Linked DNA regions of Mus musculus: region 1 is linked to region 2. Evidence: chromatin contacts called from public HiChIP or PLAC-seq data. All regions are on one chromosome and are shown on one strand. The core of a region is the stretch at or near the end of the contact, and the rest is flanking DNA. Distances in the headings are between cores, read along the strand shown. Region 1 has its middle 63 kb from the start of Syt6. Region 2 has its middle 44 kb from the start of Gm25869.

Region 1 (6,312 bases), core at 1,538-4,037, 250 kb after region 2:
CCACAGGAGCCCTTCCAGAGGCTGAAGCCTCTGTGAGGAAATGGGTCACGCTCCTGGCTAGAAGGCACAGTGCTTTCACCCACCAGAAGAGTCAGACTGCTAACTCTCAGAGAGGCACAACTTGGCAAAGCCTTGGGAAAATAGAGTCTTAGACTTGAGAGTTTAAAAAGAACACTCTGGCTTAACGGAACGTCCTCTCTGCTCACCTCCAGCTTCTAATTAATTTAGAAGGTGGCCTGTGGAGAGGCAGGTAGAAGGTATATCCATCTCTGCACAACTGCATCTCAATTACTGGCACTCTACAGGGAGCCAAACTGCTGAGAGAAGTGCTCTGGTGCCTAAGCAGGCCGCTGTGCCTTCTAGAATCTTCCCATCAGGTCAAGCAAGCAGAATCCACTGGGACACTGGGTCTAACTTGAGCTTTACAAACCAACAGGGTCAAGATTCATCAGTATAGGTCAGGTTCGCTGTGCTAACAACCTTCAGCTCTTAGAAGCTGAAAGTGGTGAAGGTATTTCTCTCCCTCTTGGCTCACACCCATCACATCAGCAAGGGGAGCCCTGCTCCATATATTTCTCCAGAGGCATCAGATGACAAAGCAGCCAACATCACAAACGTCTCTAGTTACCATGTCCTAGGGAAAAGAACACAGATATTATATTGGCTTATGTGCTCTAGCAAAGTGACACATGTCACTTTCCCTCACAACTCATTGCTAGTATTACCTGTATGACCTCCCAAAATGCACGAGGTTTCAAGAGTTCTGGGGAAGAAGATGGAAACATTTACTGAGCAGCCTTAGGGAAGGTGTGGAGGGTGTAGCTAGTGAATGTTGATTCACAGAAAATAAAGGAGTCGTGTACAAACAGTAGATGGAGAAACCAGGATGCCTGTGCAATATGTGGTCACAGAAGGGATGACAAACAGGGCTGACAGTTGATCTGAGCTGGAAGGGAAAGGGAAAGGGATTCTTAGTGTGTGTCCTATACACCTGAGATTCAAGTGATCTGTGTCTTCCACTCTAGCCAGGAACAGCAGAACGAGGAAAAAGAGAGTCCAGTTGAGCCAAACAATCGGAGATGCTGGAGTGGAGTCTAGCAGACAGCTGCAGTTCCAGATATGCAGCCTGGCAGAGAGGTCAGGAATGAGATGTTAATTACTGGAAACTTGCATACCCAGAATCAGATGCGAAGACCGAAGGCTGCCTTGCTAAGTGGGTACCAGCAGGCAAGGAGGGCCTCAAGGAGAGCTCCTTCAGGAACCATCAGCATGCAGAGATCAAGGGAAAAGAAAAACAATGTGACCAGTGAGGAGGAGGTAGCCAGGAGGCACAGATCAATGGCTATGCTGGTGAACAAAAACAGATCAATCAAGGGCCCAGCAAGATGGCTCTTCACAGCAAGCTTGGTTGAGGTGCTCACACAACCCTGTTCACAGAAGTCCATTTCATTCATGCTTGTATGTCCTTTATTTCTTCCCCCCTCTGTCTACCCTTGCTTTTTCAAAACTGGTAAAAATATGCATAACAAAAACCTACCCTGCCACTTTGATAGTTTTCAGGTAGAGTCTAGCTGCACTGTGCACACTGGACTATAACTGTTCTCACTACTGCCTATCCACAGAACTTATTTAATCTTGCAAAACCAAGGTCTAGTCCCTTCCACTCACCATCCCCAGTGTCTAGCAAGCACCGCTCTTATTTCTGTCTTTATAAACTTGACAAGCCTGGGTCCCCTTCACATAAGTGGACTCCTAGAGTTTGCCATTTTACTGCTGGCTTATTTCACTTAGCATGTCTTCAAGATTCATTATGTTACAGTATGTGTTAGAACTTGCTTCCTTTTTAAGGCTAATATTTCATTATGTGTAGATATGACATTTTGCTTAGGCATTTATCTGTCAGCGGGAATGTGGTTTCTTCTGCCTCAAGGCTATTGTGAATAACACTTCTCTCAACACAAAAGTATTTCATTTCCTACTTTCAATTCTTATTTATATATGCCTAAAAGTAGAATTAATTGCAGTATTATAAAAACCTATGTCTATTTTTTTGAACCACCATCCTTATCTCCATAGCAACAGCTCCATTTAACATCCTCATTCAGGGTACATAAGATGTCTTATTTGTCCTCAACTTGGCCAGGGTTGTTCTGTTGTTGTTTATGGTGGTTGTGCTGTTAGGTGTAAAGTAGTATCTTATTATGGTAATAACTAACTAACTAACTAACTAACTAGTTGAGGCAGTGTCCCATGTAACCCAAGTTGGTCTAGAACTTGCTATGTAGTCAAAGATGACCTCACACTTCTCTTGCCTTTACTGTGGGTGCTAAAGGCATTCACCACAATGCCTTGTTTTCTATGGTGCTGGCAATCCAACTGAGGGCTTTGTGTGTGAGGGCTCGGTTAGCACTCTACCAACTGAGCCACAGCCTTATTATGGTTTTGATTGGCATTTTCTAGTAATTAGTGTACTGAGCATCAGTGTGCTAATTGGCCATTTAGAGTCTTTGGAAAAATATCTATTCAAATTCTTAGCCCATTTTGCATTGGCTTGTTTGTTGTTGAGCTGAAGAGATTCCCAACTAATAGTCTGTCAGGTATATGATTTGCAAGATCACCTTCCATTCTGGGTGTTGCTTTTGTGTGGGTGGTGGGTGGTGCTTGCACCTGCTGGCACCCAGAGGCCAGAAGAGAGCAGAAGATCCCTCAGAGCTGAGCCATAGGCACTTCAGGTGGGACAGCTGACTTGTTCTGTTGGGATCTGAGCATCCATGGTCATGACGATTTTGCATCAAGTGCTGTTAAACGTTCAACGCTGAATCATCTCTCAAGGCCCTGCTATTTCATGCCACCGACCACATCCTTCAACTTTGATGAAGTTCGATTTGACTTCCGGGCTCTTCTGTTGCTTGTGCCTTCAACATCTAAGAAATCATAGTCAAATCCTATGCTCCTGCCACTTTTCCTCTAAGCATTTTTTTACATGTAGGTCTTGACCCATTTTAAGTTGTGTGTATGCTTATAAGGCAGGCATCCACTCTGTGTGAATCCTCACTTTCCCTAACATTGTTTGTTGAAGACTGACCCTCTTACATTGAATTGTCTTGGTTGAAAACCTTTGACCACATTTGCAGCTGTTTATTTCAGAGTCCTCTAATCTATTTCAGTAACCCTCATATCTCCTTATGCTGGTACCAGGCTATCACTTTGTAATATGTTTTCAAATCAGAAAGTACTATTTCTCAGATTTCATTCTGTTTTAAAACTGTTTTGAGACCTGGGGTTATAGCTGTATGGTAGAGCACCTGTCCGGCATACATGAGGCTCTGGGGTTGAGTCTCAGTTCCGCAAATACATACTTGCATATATGTATTGAATGGGTTTTTCCATTTCTTTAAGAAAACTTCACTTATATTCTGATAGGATATATCAGATAGGGATTGCAATGTATCTGTGGATTGCTTTGGGTAATGCTGACAGGGACCCAACTCGTGAGGATATTTCTCTATAATACAGTAGGAGCAATGCTGAGGATACACCAGAGAGGCGAGGCCTCCCAGATAAGGATGGCTGCTGGCCCGAGTCTGCTTTTCCCCTTAGGATATCCAGGCACCATTGAGCACCAGGCTGGATTGGAAGGAGTGAAGCTTAGCCAGATGGATGGGTTAGACAGGGTCTCAGCCATCCTGAGTGTGAGAGAAAACAGTTGCTGAAAGAGACCATTTTGAGTGAAACAGCTGTCTTTATTGAGGGTGAAGAAGGGCTATATAAACTATGGGAGTGGGTAGGGATTTGGGGAGGCAAGTGTGCATTATTGGCGGGTGCCAAGGTGCTGGGAATGCCTCATTTGCATGAAGAGACCATTCCAGGTGCTAGCTGGACGTGTTCTTAGCATGAGAGAAAGTATAGCCTGAAACCTAGCCACCAGGCTATGTGGCTATCTCAAGGGTGGCAAAGGTGGGGGTCACAAGGCTATGTGTGCTGGGATGTTCGGGCCCAGAGCAGGGAGGAAACAGTTCTACTCCTGCCAGTCCCAGGATGAGATTTTTTGGGGTTTGGACCCAGCTCGACCTCAGTTTTGCTCCAGAACAACTTCCCCCAGTTGCATAGCTTTCAGCTCCCACAGTCTGCCCAATCCAGACATCTATGCATCTGTCCTTTAGAGATCTAAAACTAAAACTCTGAAACCTCAGTCTCATCTTTTCCATGACAGTGCCCTCCCATGGCCTCTTGGTCCCCAACATCAATTCATGCCTTCAGGAGCTGCTAAAATGTCACGAGGTCACCCTCATCACACGCCACCCTAGGCGACCACCCCATGTACATGCTCTCTGATAAATGATTCTGGGAAGGGAAAGGCCTGACTCACCCTGGCAGCTGTACTAGAAAGTAGCATGGAGCTCAGCAAAAGCAGGCATGCTCGCTCCTGTACAATATGTGGCTCCAAACAAGACATGGAGAAGAGACAGCTGGATGGTTGGAAAGACGGGGTTTGGAGGATCTGGGGGAACCCTTCGTGCTGAGGCACTTTCCCAGGTCCACTCAAGCCCCTGACATCGTGCATCTCCTTTCCCACAATAGCAGAATATAATTTTCCTGCTTGTAGAGCTCTTAGCTGCAGATAGTCAGCTCAGGAAAAGAGAGCTGTGGAGAAGCACTGGAAGCATAACGTGGCTTTGCTCCCTGGAGTGACTCTTTTTTTACTCCTATAGATTGGGAAAGTTTGGTGACACATCACAGACTATCCAGACACATCAGGAGCTTCCACGTAGGCAGGTGCCTCAGGCTTTCCTGAGACACGTAACATTTCTTTGCTCCGTGGCTTCTTCCTGCAGTCTGTGCCAGAGCCAGGTTTGTTACGACCCCTTCAGACTGGGGCAATGAAGAATGAAAACTTGTGGCTAGAAATTCTAAGAGTTTCTGGAAATGTGAGTCACTGAGATGACAGGGGACTTGTTAAATCATCGTTGAAAGGGACAGAGTCATTTTGTACGCTGGCCTTTCATCTCCCTGGAGAAATTACTAACAATGACACACAGCAGTTAAAATAGATTGTGAAACCAAAGAGCCACACAAGCTTCAAATACTGCCTTCCTTAAATTATCAATAACGTTCCCTTTCACACAATCCAAGCACGCCCAGCTCTCTCTGCAGAGAAGCCCATATGTCCACAGCTGCCCTCGTGACCTTTGCTCGCCCACTCTCTGACCAATGAAGCAAGGGCATAATTGAATTCTCCAGCTTATTGAATCCCAGTGGCCACCTGCTGTGCGATGTTGCTTCCTTCCAGATCTTCCTGATAGGGGTGGGTTCTTCTCTTTGATACCAATGTTTTTGGGAGCTAAGGGTCAGAAGATGTGGGTTAAAACCTGACTTAGTGGATTTCTTTGATTTTGCTATGGTTTGAATGTCCCCTCCAAAATGCAGGGTGGTGGGGTGGGGCAGGGGTGGGGAATAGGAGTTCCAGCCTTCTGTTTGCTTTGCAAGACTTATCCCATGGAGCTACATTCCCACCTTCTCCTGTTGGAATTTAGCTGCCCTCTTAATAGTATTAAAAGCTGAGACCTGGAAGTAATTATTAGATCCATGCATGTTGTATCCGGAAGAGCAGATCTGTGCTGTCATCATGGGCTCCAGTTGGTTATCTTGAGAATGAATTCCTAATAAAAATGGGCCTGCTAGATTTTCTGTTCCATCATCAGTGGTCATCTGCTCTTCCATCACAATATGATCCAGTACAAGGTCCTTAGCAAATGCCACTACCATATTCTTCTGCTCCCTGGCTTCCAGGACCATGAACCTAATACATTTCTTTTCTTTACAAGTTCTCTAGTCTGTGATATTCTGTTATAGCATCAGAAAACAGACTGAGATGGCAATCTTCCCCAGTGGATCCCTTAGCCTCACTGAGCCTCATCTGTTTCCCCTGTAAAGAGAGTTTCTGACAGCAGTGCTGCACTGCTCAGCTGAGCTTCTGGGCTAGGAGGGTGATGGGTGAGGAACGGACATACTGAGAACGCACAGCTGTTAGCACCTGCACAGCCTCCAGGTCTTTGAAGGCCTCTCCCCACACAACCCCCTTTCACAACTGGGTACCTTGAGAACAAAGGGAAGAAGGCACAGTGCTCAGAAGCGGAGGCAGGGTGGGAGGGACAGGAAGAGGGATGCATGCGAGGAATAAATCAAGTGGCTGCGTAATTAATTTAGAATAACTTAAGTGCTGCGCATTAAAGAGAAACAGAAGTGGTGACATTTAATGAATTGTCAGTCGATATCTCACTCATTCCAGCTGTCTTTTCAAATGTCAGCCAC
Region 2 (6,286 bases), core at 2,590-5,089:
AAGATGTTTTCAAAGGGCCAGGAACAGCAAGCCAATCAGTAGATGGGATGTCAAAGTTGTTCTGCACTCCCCTCAATCAGGATCAATCGTCCCACGATGAACACTGGCTTGTTCCTTCCAGCAATAACAACTTCCCTGGTGTCAGAGCCAGACCTCAGATCACCATTAGTCAGGCCAGGGTATGAACAGTGCTTAAATGCATGCTCCTGGCCTCTTCCCCCATCATCCTGAGACTCTTCCCAGCATCCCTAAAGACAAACTAAGGATGCATTGGTGTGTGCTTCCTGAAGCAGCCCCAAGGAGTAGATTCCTTCCCTCCTTCCCACCCCCTGCCCAGATTCTTCTGGGAGTCATTTTTGAGGCGGGTGGTCAGACCTAGACATTTCCCAAAGTCAGCCTCCACTCCCTCTTTGGCCTAGGACTCATTAACTGGGCAAGGTGAATCTCTATTAGGAAAACAACCTGACAGGATGGGAGGAAAAGTCCAGAAGCCACCCCCAGCAGTGCTCAGGGTGGGCCCTTGCCTCTTCAAGGCAGCCCAAAGGTGACTGGATTGGTTCTAAAGACAGAAACTCAGGCTGGTGAGATGGCTCAGTGGGTAAGAGCACCCGACTGCTCTTCCGAAGGTCTGGAGTTCAAATCCCAGCAACCACATGGTGGCTCACAACCATCTGTAACAAGATCTGACGCCCTCTTCTGGAGTGTCTGAAGACAGCTACAGTATACTTACATATAATAAATAAATAAATCTTAAAAGACAGAAACTCTTAGGTTACCTGGTATGACCCCAAGCTTGTGCCTTGTATACTCTCTGAGCAGACTGATGACAGGCACTGATTGGAAGGAGGAGTGAGGTGACTAGAGAGAGAAACAAGATGTCATTTCCTAAGCAGGCCAGGGAAGGGGTACCAAGGGTCATAGGGCTATTCCTAAAGACCCCTTCTTTTCAAATATATCAAATGCCGTGGCAACTCAGCCCTGGGACACACTCTGGGTGTGGGTGTGGGCTTTGCTGCCTTGCATGGATCCTGCTACAGAGGCTACAGCGGTTCTGGAGTCTGCCGGGAGCTCAGCCAGTGCCCACCAGGGTTGGCTCAGGGTGTCTGAATGACGACGGTCCTACCCTTGGGGACAGTCCTGAGCTGTGTCCCCAGGGGTTCCTCTCACTTTGTGAGAGTGAAAGCACGTGTCTTGGGGTCTGTGTCTCTTCTGCAACCCCAGACCTGAGTAATTTCAGTTTCTAGTCTGAGAGTCTTTGCCTGTGAGGAACACCAGGTCTTACCTAGTTCATAGGAAGAGTCTGAGGATTAAATGGGAGAGACTCATGAGAACGCTGCAGAATTTAAGGGTCTCAACGGCGGCTTTTCAGTCCCACAGGGTTTTCAGAAGAAATGAATGGTTAGGGGTTCTCCTGCGCTAGGGGAGACTAGGGCTGCTCTAGGCTGAGAGAACCTTTAGGCCACTGAGTTCTGTTGACCTGGAGGGTACCCAGCAAGTGTGGTGCTAAGGCACCTGCTCCGCAGAGCAAGATGCTCTGGGGAGATCTGGAGTAAGGTTGGAGGTTAGTGGAAGCCAGGCAGCACTTGCTGGATTCATCAGGTTCAGGGGGCCGGGGTCTCAGAGTGGGGATTGTCCCTGTGGTCCCAGACCCCAGGAATCCAAAGTGCTCAGCCTGATGGCTTGCTTCTCAGGTAGTCAGGCATGGCCTGGGGGACTAGAATGTTTCCCAGGGGCCTCTGGGAGCTTTGCCTGGAGTCTGAGCAGTCTAAGGACTGGCTGGCTATTGCACATCTGACCAGGCATCTGTCCGCCAGCCTGTGTTAGCCATGGCCCCACGTCCTCCTCGGTTCCCCTTAGCCTGAGGTTCTAAGAGACAGGTCTCAGAAATGGCACAGAAGGAGCAGTCCTGGGGGGCAAAGAAGGGAGAACCTGAGAGAGCAAACAATTGTGACATACAAACAGGAGGTTATATACAAACGCTTCACAGGTGAGTGGTCACACCCGACACCTAAACTCAGTAAGTAAAGATGTCTTGGAAAACCGTCTGATCTAAGTTTCAAACCCACATTCACATGTGAAGTAACGTTCCAATCTGTGTTCTCTTGGACGAGGTCGCCTTTGTGTAACAATTGTTAGGCTCCCTGAAACCTCAGAGTTTCTATGTTGAATAATAATTATTTTTTAATAATTCATTTTTTACTTCTACTTTATGGGCATTGTTGTTTTGCCTGTATGTATGGCCGTGTGAGGGTATCTTATCTCCCGGAGCTGCAGTTACAGATGGCTATGAGCTGTCACATAGGTGCTGGGAGTTGAACCCAGGTCCTCTGGAAGAACAACCAGTGCTCTTAACCACTGAGCCGCCACCACTACCATCATTATCATTACCGTCACCATCATCATCACCACTAGTCGGGGGCACACATGTTTCTGCACATGTGTGGAGGTCAGAGAACAACTTTGGGACATCAGTTCTTTCTTCACACTTTGGGATTCAGAGACACTCTGGACACTCTTCTTAAACGCGTTCTCACGACCGGCCAGGAAGAACACAACAAACCAGAATCTTCTGCGGCAAAACTTTATTGCTTACATCTTCAGGAGCCAGGAGCGCAAGCCCCAAGCCCCAAAAACGAAAGGCCCCCCGCTTACATCTTTAGGAGCCAGAGCGCCAGCGCGCCAGAGCGCCAGAGCGCAGAGCAAGAGAGAGAATGGCGGAAACCCCTTCCCTTTTAAGGAGAATTATCCTTCGCCTAGGACGCATCACTCCCTGATTGGCTGCAGCCCATGGCCGAGTTGACGTCACGGGAAAGGCAGAGTACATGTAGTGGTAAAATACCCTTGGCACATGCGCAGATTATTTGTTTACCACTTAGAACACAGCTGTCAGCGCCATCTTGTGACGGCGAATGTGGGGGCGGCTCCCAACACACTCTGGCCGACATCACTACACGGTGAGCCATCGTACTAGATGTTTTTTCTACGTCTTTAGTTCAAAGATCTTGTTTGCTTGTTTTTGTTTATTTTATGTGAATCAGTGTTTTGCCCGTTTGTGTGTGCAGCGCCTTTGGAGACCAGAAGAGGACATCAGATCCCTGGGACCTGGAGTTACAGACATTTGTGAGATGCCAGTGGGTGCTGGGAACTGAACCAGGGTCCTCTGAAAGAGCAGCTAGTGCACTAACCTAACCTCTCCAGACCCCAGCCTGGTTTTGCTGAGACAGAGGATGTAGCCCTGGCTGGCCTTGAATTCATGATCCTCCTGCCCTATCTCAAGTGCTGAGATATCCCAGTGGCCCACCACGCTTGGCCAAAAATGCCTTTGTTGTTGTTCTTAATCTGATAACTGCAGTGGATCCACTTACTGTGCTCCCAACCCTCAGATGTGGTCCAGGAAGAAGTCAAGCAAAGCCATCTGGGAGCTTCCTGGAGGAGCAGCGTAACTGAAGCCCGTGCGATAGGAGGCCAGTAGAATGTAATATTAACACAAGAGGGCAGACGCGTCTGCGGTCCTCTCAGAGGAGCACGGGCGCCCTCTGGTGGACAATACTGAGCGGAACGCCAGTGCTTTGCAAAGATGCGAAGGCTGGGTGGCCGCTAGGGAAGGGAGTTGCAGATTTCACGGGCTGGTGAGCAGGAAGGTTTGAAGTGTTTTGGACAGCTTTTAGAGCGGGCACTTAGGCTTCTTTCTGCCTGTCATGTGTTTAAGCTGGGGCAGGGAAGTCTTATGGCACAGATGGGACTTGCTGGACAAAGTTTTGTTTTGCTTTGTTTTCGGTCGCTGTTCTAAGAATATAAAAAACATTTGCCAAACAACCTAACCCCTTTGCTTTTTCACATTTTAAAATCTACGAATACCTTGACCAAGAATTTGGAAAAAGGAGATAGAAGGTCAGCCGGAGTCAGGGGCTGTGCTTGCCCTCCCTGCCACAGTCTGATGTCCTAGTGGCCCTAGGAATGGGGTGATGCACAGGGAGACACAGGCATTGAGGACTCCCTTGCAAGGACTGTGTGCAGAGTCAGGGGTGTTTTCAGACAGGATTGGCTGTGGCGCTGGAGGAGAGTCTTAGCATTTTTAAGCTACACTGGCTTTCCACACAGTAGTTTTTTTTTTGTTTTGTTTTTTTTTTTTTTTTTTTTTTTAAGATGTTTTCACTGGCTCCCCACACAGTGGGTGTTTGTTTCAGACAGGGGTGTTCTTTTTGAACAACAGAACCTAGGAATCTTCTCTGATTCAAGGTCCCTTTTCCCCATGTCAGTCTTGTCTTTGCTCCTCTCGACATAACAAGGCTGCTTACTGGGGAAACAAATAAAAAAAAAAAAACCTCAGGCTGTACCTAAATTATTTTAAAGATCATTAAATGAAACTGACAATGAGGAGATCACACTTGATAAAATCTGTCAGACTAAAAATTAACTGAAGAATACATTTACATCACCAACAGACAATTGGATTAGAAAAATAAAAATAAAAAAAGATAACAAAAGGAAAGTTCCCGCTGCGGTTCTGTAGTTGCTGGGATAGAAGGACCTGGCTCACAGTCAGCCATCTTTACGATGTATAATCTAAATGGGATAATTGTTAATGAAAAGAATTTCAAGAATATGATGATGGCTAGTGGGAAACCTTGGAAGATTTCAACTGCTCAGAAAATAGATCAAGCAATGAAGTTGAGGGCCGAGGAAATGGCTCGGAGGTTCACATGTTAGTCACAAAAAATGTGAGGACCAGCGTTCAGATTCCCCCAAACCCACATAAAAGCTGGGCCGGCATGGTGGCTCTTCTGTGATTCCAGCCATGGAAGGTGGGCACAAGGGATCCCCCAAAGCTAGCTGACTAGCAAGAATTAGCTGTCTGGGAGCGCTCTGGGTTTGATTGAGATACCCTGCCTTGTAGGACAGCAATGGAGGCTGGCTCCTGCCATCAACCTCGAATCTCTACACAAACCTCCACACATGCACCCACACATGCAAATTTACACACATACAGGCAAAACATGCATATATACATATGCGCTCCACACACATATGAAAATAGAAAACAATAGAAGAATGAGAAGAAATGAAGTTGACTCAAAGACATTTCCCACGTCTGTGATCTCCACTCCCTGTCACTCTTTCTCCTTACAGCGCTCAGGGCATGTGTGAAAGGCACTGACCTACTTTGTGCCTTATTCACAAACAGAATAACTCCAGTTTCAGATAGTGAGCTTTGAACTGCGTTTCTTGGTATTCAAGTCTCTTCACTTCCTGTGTCTTCCATTGGCTGTTCCTCCCCCTGCCCCCACCAAGGCACACCCCCAGCTCCCACTACTCCCCTTTATAGATTCCCCCACCCCAGTCTCCTCCTTCCCAGGGGTTCTCTCTGCAGCTTACTTCATATCCACACAGGCACAACTTCAAACCGCATCTGTGCTGACTGCCCCAGTGGCGCTTCTTATCTAAGCAGCGGCAGCAGCAGGCTGGGTGACCAAGGCAGCAAAAAGAATTTAATGGAATGATATTAGGTCTGTCCAGAATTGGCAGGCAAGCTGGAGACCAGGCTAGGAGAATGCACAGGAGTGTGGGGGAAGCACAATGGTTAGACACTTCTCCAGGGACATACCACAAGGGCCAGCTGGTCAGGACCTGCTGGTCCCTCAATGAACACACTGCCTCCCATCTTGGGCCACACTAGAGTGGCTGGGTGGAACCTGAGCTGTCCCTATGTCTCTGTGTCACATCCTGAAATGCTATGGGTACAGAGTCGGGGGGAGAACGGGCCTTGGCGGAAGGAGGGGCTCTTCCTCTTGCCCTCCATCCTGTGGCAAATTCTTCATACACAGGAAGAAGGTTCAGGGGCTGACACCTACCACATCTAAGATGTTTACCAGTTGACCTACCCCACAGAGGCTGTCTCAACTCCATTTTAGGCAAAGAGACTGCCTGGTTCATAGTCCCAAGATTTGTCAGGCCAGGCTAGTATTGTCTTAGACTTAGGTCTTTTTGGTTCTGCTTGGTCCCAGCTGCCACCCATTGAGTCTGAACATAGATTTCTAAGCCTGAGGACTCTGGCCCTGGCTTAAAGACCTTTGTGCATCATGATCTGCTCCTCCTCCTACCCACCCACAATTTAATGGTGCTTATCTTGAGGGGTAGGTGGTGGGGAGGGAGTGGTGGGCAGAAGTCAGCACCTTAGCTCATTTTGGCCAGGGTGGGGTGGTGGCGATGGTGGTGGCTGTTGTTTTGCACAGAGACTTTGAAGAGGTTTGAGTCAGTCTATAGACATAGGACAACTCCCTGCTCT

The links. HiChIP or PLAC-seq counts read pairs in DNA pulled down with a chosen protein or histone mark.
Region 1: an H3K27ac HiChIP or PLAC-seq map of double positive thymocytes shows a contact between it and region 2, with 2.1 times the contacts expected there. The contact joins two enhancer-like sites. A contact is called at or near these places in 1 of 39 promoter capture datasets (the 3T3-L1 cell line), 1 of 15 datasets of contacts at CTCF or cohesin (the NIH/3T3 cell line), 3 of 115 datasets of contacts at active chromatin or transcription factors (double positive thymocytes, embryonic stem cells and memory CD8 T cells) and 1 of 9 other capture datasets (adipose tissue).

Annotation. Positions count from the first base shown.
Region 1 is chr3:103,635,399-103,641,710 of GRCm38.p6, forward strand. It overlaps a transcript of Syt6 not described here. Among named protein-coding and RNA genes, the nearest start is that of Syt6, 63 kb to the left of the region's middle. Within about 2 kb of position 2,788, at least 20 of the 459 cell types and tissues checked have an H3K27ac peak or open chromatin away from gene starts, as enhancers often do. A contact at or near this core is called in double positive thymocytes, where this site is marked.
Region 2 is chr3:103,379,837-103,386,122 of GRCm38.p6, forward strand. No RefSeq gene overlaps it. Among named protein-coding and RNA genes, the nearest start is that of Gm25869, 44 kb to the right of the region's middle. Within about 2 kb of position 3,840, at least 55 of the 459 cell types and tissues checked have an H3K27ac peak or open chromatin away from gene starts, as enhancers often do. A contact at or near this core is called in double positive thymocytes, where this site is marked.